Regions from separate parts of the Oncorhynchus mykiss genome. Here region 2 is linked to region 1. A link is a contact called in public Hi-C data. All regions are on one chromosome and are shown on one strand. Each heading gives the region's core, a stretch centred on a gene start, on an enhancer-like site or on the middle of the called end of the contact. The rest is flanking DNA. Distances are from core to core; before and after follow the strand shown.

Region 1 (3,688 bases), core at 572-3,071:
TGAGAACTGGGACTGGTCACATAGTATACCTAGTTCCACTTGGTCATGCTCACCCTTTCTGTAGCTTACCACATGCATCATCCTGATGATGTGGCAAGTTACAATTTGCTTTCTGAAAGTCTTATATCTTGAAAACATTATTGCTGATGTGCAAAACATTTTGGGACTGTATCAACGGTGAACTAATGAACAACAATACCAAAATGTCGTTTTTGAGTGGATTATTCCTTTAATCCCAACTCTGACCTTAACCATCACAGAAAAACTGGGTGAGAACTGGGTCCTTTCACTCAAAAGGTCTTGTCCTGTTCAGGTCATCCCGATGCCTGTGGAGCTGAGCCCAGCCAGCAATGATGCATTACAGCATAGCTGTGGCTTGGGAGCGTCTGGTAGCCACTTTCCTCAGGGAATTTGTGTGGGGCTCTGTGGTACAGTGACTGTGTCAGTGGGGCTCTGTGGTAGCATTGTGAGTGCTGTTAACCATCCGATGACATGCGAAACGCTACCTCAAGCTCAACGGCTTTGTCAAGCCACCGACCGCAATCCTCATGTTCAGGAATCCCAAAATGTCCCTCGTGGCTTTTAATAAATGAGCTCAAATGGGGTTGGTACGCCTGCTGAGATATTGACATGAAACTGAATAGATGGACTGTACATCATCCCCTTGGTTCAAGTTCCGTGTTGAACAGGATTTTGCAATTAATTTTACATTAATTCATTTCATTTTAAGATAGCTAGGCGAGACAACCACATGTCACATATCACAGGGGGGGGGGTTAGTGCTAGTTAATGTTTTTTTTGTTTGGGGGTGGGGGGGGTTGAGGTGAGGAGGAGGGATTAGCTTCGGGGGGAGGCTGGTTCCTACATTGGGGTGCCGGGACAGGGAAGGGCTTGGACTGGACTGAGCGGGTGCTGCCGTCCCGTAGTGGTGGGAGGGCCAAGAGACCTGAGTGCTGGGGTTGAGGTGTCGGGCCTGAGCCTGAATGTAGGGAGGGGCAGTTTCTTTCGCTGCTCCGTAGGTTGGCACCATGGACTTGTAGTGGATGCGAGCTTCGACTGGAAGCCAGTGGAGTGTGCGCAGGAGCGGGGTGAGATGAGAGAACTTGCCTCATTGAAAGTTATGCCTCACGGTTTATTTGAGTGCGAGCTGTCTGTCGTGAAGGGAGAAGACATGTCAAAGCCCCAATACGATAATACAGTTTCTCATTAAATCATTGATTGCTCTTTCTCATCTACCCGGCTCTGCTTCTCCTTCTTCTTCGCTGCTACGGATTGCAGTCAGAACACTTAAGAGAGGCAGTGGCAGCGACGTTAGCGGGCCATGGATTCAGGTCGTCTCCCAAACGGCACCCCGTTCCCTTTGTAGTGCCCCCTTTTATAGTGCACAATATAGGTAATAGGGTGCCATTTGGGACGTTGCCTCACGCTCTCATCTAGTAGAAAGATCAATGATGTATCACATTTGCAGATGAGGCCTCCACCCTGTGATCACTGGAGGGTGACTCTGCTACTCCCTTTAGACAGAACAGTGAGAAGAATGAGGGGGAAACTGCTGGGCTTCTTTTGTGCAATATAAACCCAGCGATTGGATGTCAACTATTCTTTTAATTGTTTTGTTAAAATGATCTCGTATGCAAAAATGGGCATACCAGAAGAGTAGATGTTCCGTAGTGAGAATCCGTTTTGAAACTTTGTGTCCGTCCAATCAGAACACAGATGTTGGTTTTCTGTTGCAAAACGCTCTGCTACAATGTGTGGTTCCAGTGGAGGCTGCGGGTGGAGAGGGCCTACAGCTGTTTGTGGACGCCAGTGTTCCTGTGGACTCGGAGCTGATCAGACAGTATGTGAACGAGGCACTGGCAGAGACCATAGCCCTGATGCTGGGACAGAGAGAGGGACAGGAGAGACCTGTAGCACCAGCCAAGCCTCGGGATCCTCCGTCGCAGGAGGTACTGTGTACAGTCAATCAATCAATAAATCAGTCTTTACTGTATAAATAAAACAAAAAATAGTATTTTGAAATAGTATTTCTAATCTAACATTTACACTGAGTTATTTGTTCTTTTTTTTACAGTATTTTATTGTAATTGTATTCTTTCCACAATGTGGTGCTGTTGTAGGAGCCCTTGGTGCCAACCCCAGTGCCCACCCCAGAGCCCAGTGTTAGTCCTGGGCCCCCCAGCAGAGGCCTGTCCCCCCTGGCTACCCCACAGGCTTCAGAGCAGGGGACCCCCCAGCAGTCACCCAGAGAACCCCAGCCACAGGAGCCTCACGTCTTCACACCTGCAGGTCTCATAGCATAGTTACTGTATCTCCATTACACACGCACACTCTGCATACTCCGTCTGCGGTCATAGTAATGGAGTGGTCCATGACTAGGGACCACAGCTTTTCATGATCATGTGACCTGATAAGGGAAAACTCAGCGACCTAGTTATAAGCAGAGTTTTAGAGTTCTAGAGTTTTTCTTGTGCTGGTCACATGGTCAGGAAAAACTTGGGCTTATCCATGATAGAATGATCCCCAGCCTATCCAATGAGATGCTGAACATTCCTGTTCCACTTTGATCTCAGACCCAGAGCCAATAGTGACCCCAGTCACCACTCCAAACCCCTCTCCCCTGGCGGTGTCCCCTCCCTCTGGCCCTGCCGGACCCTGGGGAGACGCATCGCTGCCCCTGGCTGAGGAGCAACCCCACAGCCCTGTAGAGGAGCAGGAGAAGCACAACAAGCCACTGTGAGTCTGCCTGTCTGCTGATTCTACTGTCTGTCTGTCTGTCTTTCTGAATGGTGGAACTGCGTGGGGACCTCCCTCAGAAGACAATAAGGGGACATAGTGGCGAGTGTAGGATGCACTGCTTGGTGTGGTTGTATTGTACCACAGCTCCCCCTGCTGTCAGGAGATGACAATGCAGTTAGAGTTACAAAGAACATGCGAAGATAACACACAGGCCTGGAACATAGATGGTTATTGGTTTTAACCTAACCGAGCACCACCCATCCTACTAATATCTCATCTCTCTCTTTTTCTCTCTCTCCTTCTTTTTCTCTTCTCTCTTTCTACAGAGTGATGTCAGTGGCTGAGGAAGAGCCTGTCAGTGTGCCTCCAGTCCCACCTGTAACCTCCAGCCCCCTGACCCGGTCTCCCCACTCCCCTACTCCACCACCCCCACCTGGGCCTCAGACCCCCTCCACTCCCCCCTCCTCCTCGTCGGAGGAGACGACCAGCAGCAGCAGTAGTTCCACAGTCACTGGGACAGACGCGGCTGCTAGACACATCTCAGAGGGAGAGCTGCTCCTCAGCTATAGCCAGGCGGCAGCAGCACGGGGTGAGATGGATAGACAACGCAGCTCAACGCGCACATACACACACACACACACACACACACACACACAGTGTTGGGGATTATTTCCTCAGACGTCGGGTGGTCTACAAAAGGCCATCAGTTCCTAAGATTGTCAACTCCATAGTCCTCATAGTGTGACTATTATCATGTCAAACCCATTGATGCCTTTTCGTCTGTTTCCACCCAGCCTTTGAGGAGGAAGGCTTCTATGTTCCCTATCTAATCAACAGCTTCTCCAGCTCGCTGCAGGAGGTTCAGGACATGGTGAGTGGCACAGTCTCCACTGCTTTTCTTTTACTATCATAGCGCTGTTATTCCAAATGTCCAAACGGCTCCCATACA
Region 2 (3,574 bases), core at 853-3,352, 76 kb before region 1:
GAATGTGATCAAATTTGGATTATATTCCAAATTTGGCTGGCTAGGCTGCCTATACGTTTTTAATCCAAAATTATTAACTGGAATGAATCAATCAACATAATAGTGATGGCAGATGCGAGTCATTAAAAAAAATGTACAAGGCCTACAGTTGCATAAGCCTGCATGATGCAAACATGCATAAAGCAAGCTCAGCCCTGTGAGTTCTATTGTCTATGTGTCTGGGTAGAGGAAATCCCCCTCCAAATCTAGTCGAAATATAATTTATATGAACAAATACAAGGTAGCTGCAGTTTGAGAGGGTTTTCATCCCCCCCAAGGGCCAGGAGTTTTTTTTTCAGGAGTTAAAGCCATGTGATTTGAATATGAAAAACGGGTCCCTTAATAGCCCATATACAACCTTTTTACAACGGATTAATCAGTCACACCTTATAGGGTCCAGAGTTTTCCTAGTTAGGTTACTATATAAGGAAAAACTCCGGGCCCCAGGGGGTAAAATTGCCCCACCGCTCTGGGACCTATGGTGCCACCAGTCTGCTTGCAGTTGTCAGTTATCGTCAGGTATGTGGATGATCAGGGCTTTATTCAGGAACATTTCTTGGGATACTTTGATGTGTCAAGTGGGCAGGATGCACAGTCTGTGTTTGACTTGATGAATTTTGAGATGTCAGAGTTTAACTTCATAGAGAAACTCATCATCCAAACCTACAATGGCGCAGCTGTAACGGAATGTATCTGCTATTTGTATTTACAGCTAACTCCCCTCCTGTTCCCTGATTAAGAGGTGATGACTACTCCACTACCATTGTTTCTCCTGACATGAACAGAAGCCACAGCGTCTCATGTGCCCTCTCATCCACTGGCACGTTGAATGTTTCCCTTCCAAGCACTGCGAGTACCCAGATCACTTTTCTCTCATTACTGTATGTAGTCAATCACATACACAATCACATTATTACACATCAACGATTTTACTCCTTGCTTGGACTAACTCATTCTTAGCTCTTGTCTAACTGTGTAGTGTCTTGTTATTGTTTTTTGTCTTCCCAGTAAAATCCTGTCCTGCACTGGTCAAGCCTCTGAACACCTCAACTCATGCCTCATACCCTCATTCAATCACTGCTGTGATCACTTCCCAACACTGTTTAAGTAGCCCTCTCATCCCCCTTCCCCATAATACTGTACTATACATGTGTTTATTAAATGCTTTAGGTTAAAATAATTCGTCTTTGATGACTTTGAAACATACCGTGAGTCTCCCATCCTCCTCAATTTTTCAAGTCACCAGTCTCCACTGGGGTGCGAGTATCCTCAATTTACATACCTGTTTAACCTGGTCCGCTTCTGTCACCTGGATAGACATGGTGGTTCAAATGGACGATATTTCTGTTGGATTAAAGTTACACCCATGAATGTAATCGATTGAATGACAGCCCTATCCATTGTTATGTAGCTATGATGTCCGTTCACTAGTTATAACTAGCTAGGAATAGGGAGTACTGAATTACCAAGATAGCTACAGAGTATTAGTTGATTAGCTATATATGACACCTAACCATGAATTCATAACTGACCATTCCATAGCTAGCTACTACATAGTTTAAGCCTTGTGTTAGTTAGCTAGCTAGCTTAGTGGACAGCTAACGTTAAAAGGTCCCTAACAGGCTAAATATATAGCGCAGTTCTGAAGGTCAAGTGAAGCATTTGAAGACATTACATACATTTTGATATCAAGTTGTGTGCACAAAATGCATAATAAATCACATTTTCTTTAACACAGCAAAAAAGTCATTCACCCACCCAGATTCCGAAGGACATGTGACGTTGTGAAAAAGGGACTGCAGTGGCTGCGGCACCAACAGTTTTGAGAGGCTTGAAAGGCCAGATATTGGAAATTAAAAATAGTTTTTAAAACAAACAAATATTTCTATGATAGTATTAAATATTGTATACGTTCGTGGGGATATGTATGGAACTCAAAATCGAAAAGTAAATTGTCGAAAATAATAACCGAAATGTCAAATTAAGATGAATTTTGTGTCACTACATAAACACTCCGGTGTAACACGAGGTAATTAAAATATTCAGTACCTCATTATCCTGTTGTTCGCTAGCGCACCTTTTATCTAATATAAATAATGGTCAACCAAATACTTTAAATTATTTAATATTTGATTAATATATGTTCTCTTTTGATTAATGTTTCCTCATCCATGGAGTCCCTATCATGCCCAGCAGATGATGGCGATATTTATCGCGGAGAGAGGATTGGTCGTTGACCGGAAGTTATTGTTGTCAGCAACAGTTGCTGTGTTTTCATATTTTCCATCGTTAGCTAGCAGTTGTGAAGCTATTATGTATCGTTCGATTCTGACCTCGGGTTGCAACGAATTCAGTTTGTTCAAAATTACATAGGTCTAGCTAGCTACTTCCTACTGAGTTTTGTCGCGTTGTGCTTTCAACTGTTTAGAGGTGTTAGCCAGCTAACGTTAGTAGCTAGCTACTGTTAGCATAAAGTCGTCATTAAACAAGCGTGAAGCGGGATATTTGAATGTTCGTCTTCCTAAGGAAAATGACGACAGTGGTTGTTTATTTATCTATATCAACTCCCACGGTTAGTAACAACTATGTTATGTGTAACGCCTGATCGGGTCTGGTGTTGAGCATACTAGCTATCATACTCTACTCTGCTGCAGTGCTCGCTACTAGATAATCAACTGAGCGTCAGAGTCGATTAGATATGGCTCATGCTCTTCTGAGCCGATCAAATGAACTTCTGAACTTTGCAAGGAATATTAACCTTGACGAATCCACTTCAAGTTCTGATGCTGGAGACGTCTTGATTCGTGCAACAAAGATTCACTTTCCTGAGCGGAGCAATGAAGGGCAGAGGGATTTGGGGTCGTTGTCCACCGTATCTAATAAAACAGACAATGTAAAGATAACAGTGAAGAAGTGCTCTCTTCTTGACGAGCCACCAAAGATCGAAAAGCAAAGACAAGCAAGGAAACAAGAGCACAGGCATGTGCCTCCTGCCCTGCAAGCAAACCTGCCATCAGTTTCACCCTCTGGTAGGCTTAGTAAACCCACACTTGTTATAAGGCCAGCGAAACTGTTATATTGTATTGCAGTTGTATATGCCATTGATTTCAGTCTGACCAACATTTTGCTCTTCCCATGTTGTCTTTTCCAGAGGGAACGAAAGCACACAAAAAGAGTCCGATAAAAAGAGTCCCGCAAAACGAGTCCCAAGTAAGATGTCTTCTAGCTTGTTCTTTTCTGAGAAGTGTGTGCCTCACAAGTATGTCACCCATACTAATATAATACATTTTAAACTGGTGTCATTTCATTTCCAATTTCAGGTTCCTAGTATAGATGGAAAAGAAACACTGACCTCTGTTCAACCTAAGGGCAGTGAGGACAAAGGTAAGTGTCCTTGGGCTAAACCTGTGATGTACTGGACAGCATGCTGTCATTGATTATCTACTGGCTACTTCATATACAGTGAGCTCCAAAAGTATTGGGTCAGTGATTTTGTTGTTTTGGCCCTGTACTCCAGCACTTTGGATTTGAAATG

The links. Hi-C and Micro-C count contacts between places; a contact is called where the count stands out from the background.
Region 2: a contact with region 1 is called in a Hi-C map of blood, with 5 times the contacts expected there. The contact joins the promoter of kiaa0586 here to the enhancer-like site in region 1. A contact is called at or near these places in 2 of 3 Hi-C or Micro-C datasets (blood and liver).

Annotation. Positions count from the first base shown.
Region 1 is chr19:32,291,629-32,295,316 of USDA_OmykA_1.1, reverse strand. kiaa0586 (protein TALPID3) reads left to right here. Exons shown (of 30, transcript XM_036954656.1): 21 at 1,765-1,949; 22 at 2,121-2,289; 23 at 2,574-2,736; 24 at 3,066-3,328; 25 at 3,534-3,610. Among protein-coding and RNA genes, the nearest start is that of irf2bpl, 56 kb to the left of the region's middle. Within about 2 kb of position 1,821, at least 1 of the 11 cell types and tissues checked has an H3K27ac peak or open chromatin away from gene starts, as enhancers often do.
Region 2 is chr19:32,367,710-32,371,283 of USDA_OmykA_1.1, reverse strand. It overlaps kiaa0586 (protein TALPID3), which reads left to right and starts at 2,102. Exons shown (of 30, transcript XM_036954656.1): 1 at 2,102-3,068; 2 at 3,191-3,249; 3 at 3,360-3,423. The coding sequence starts at 2,738. timm9 (mitochondrial import inner membrane translocase subunit Tim9) reads right to left here and starts at 2,054. Exons shown (of 4, transcript XM_021573950.2): 1 at 1,798-2,054; 2 at 1,322-1,383. The coding sequence starts at 1,360.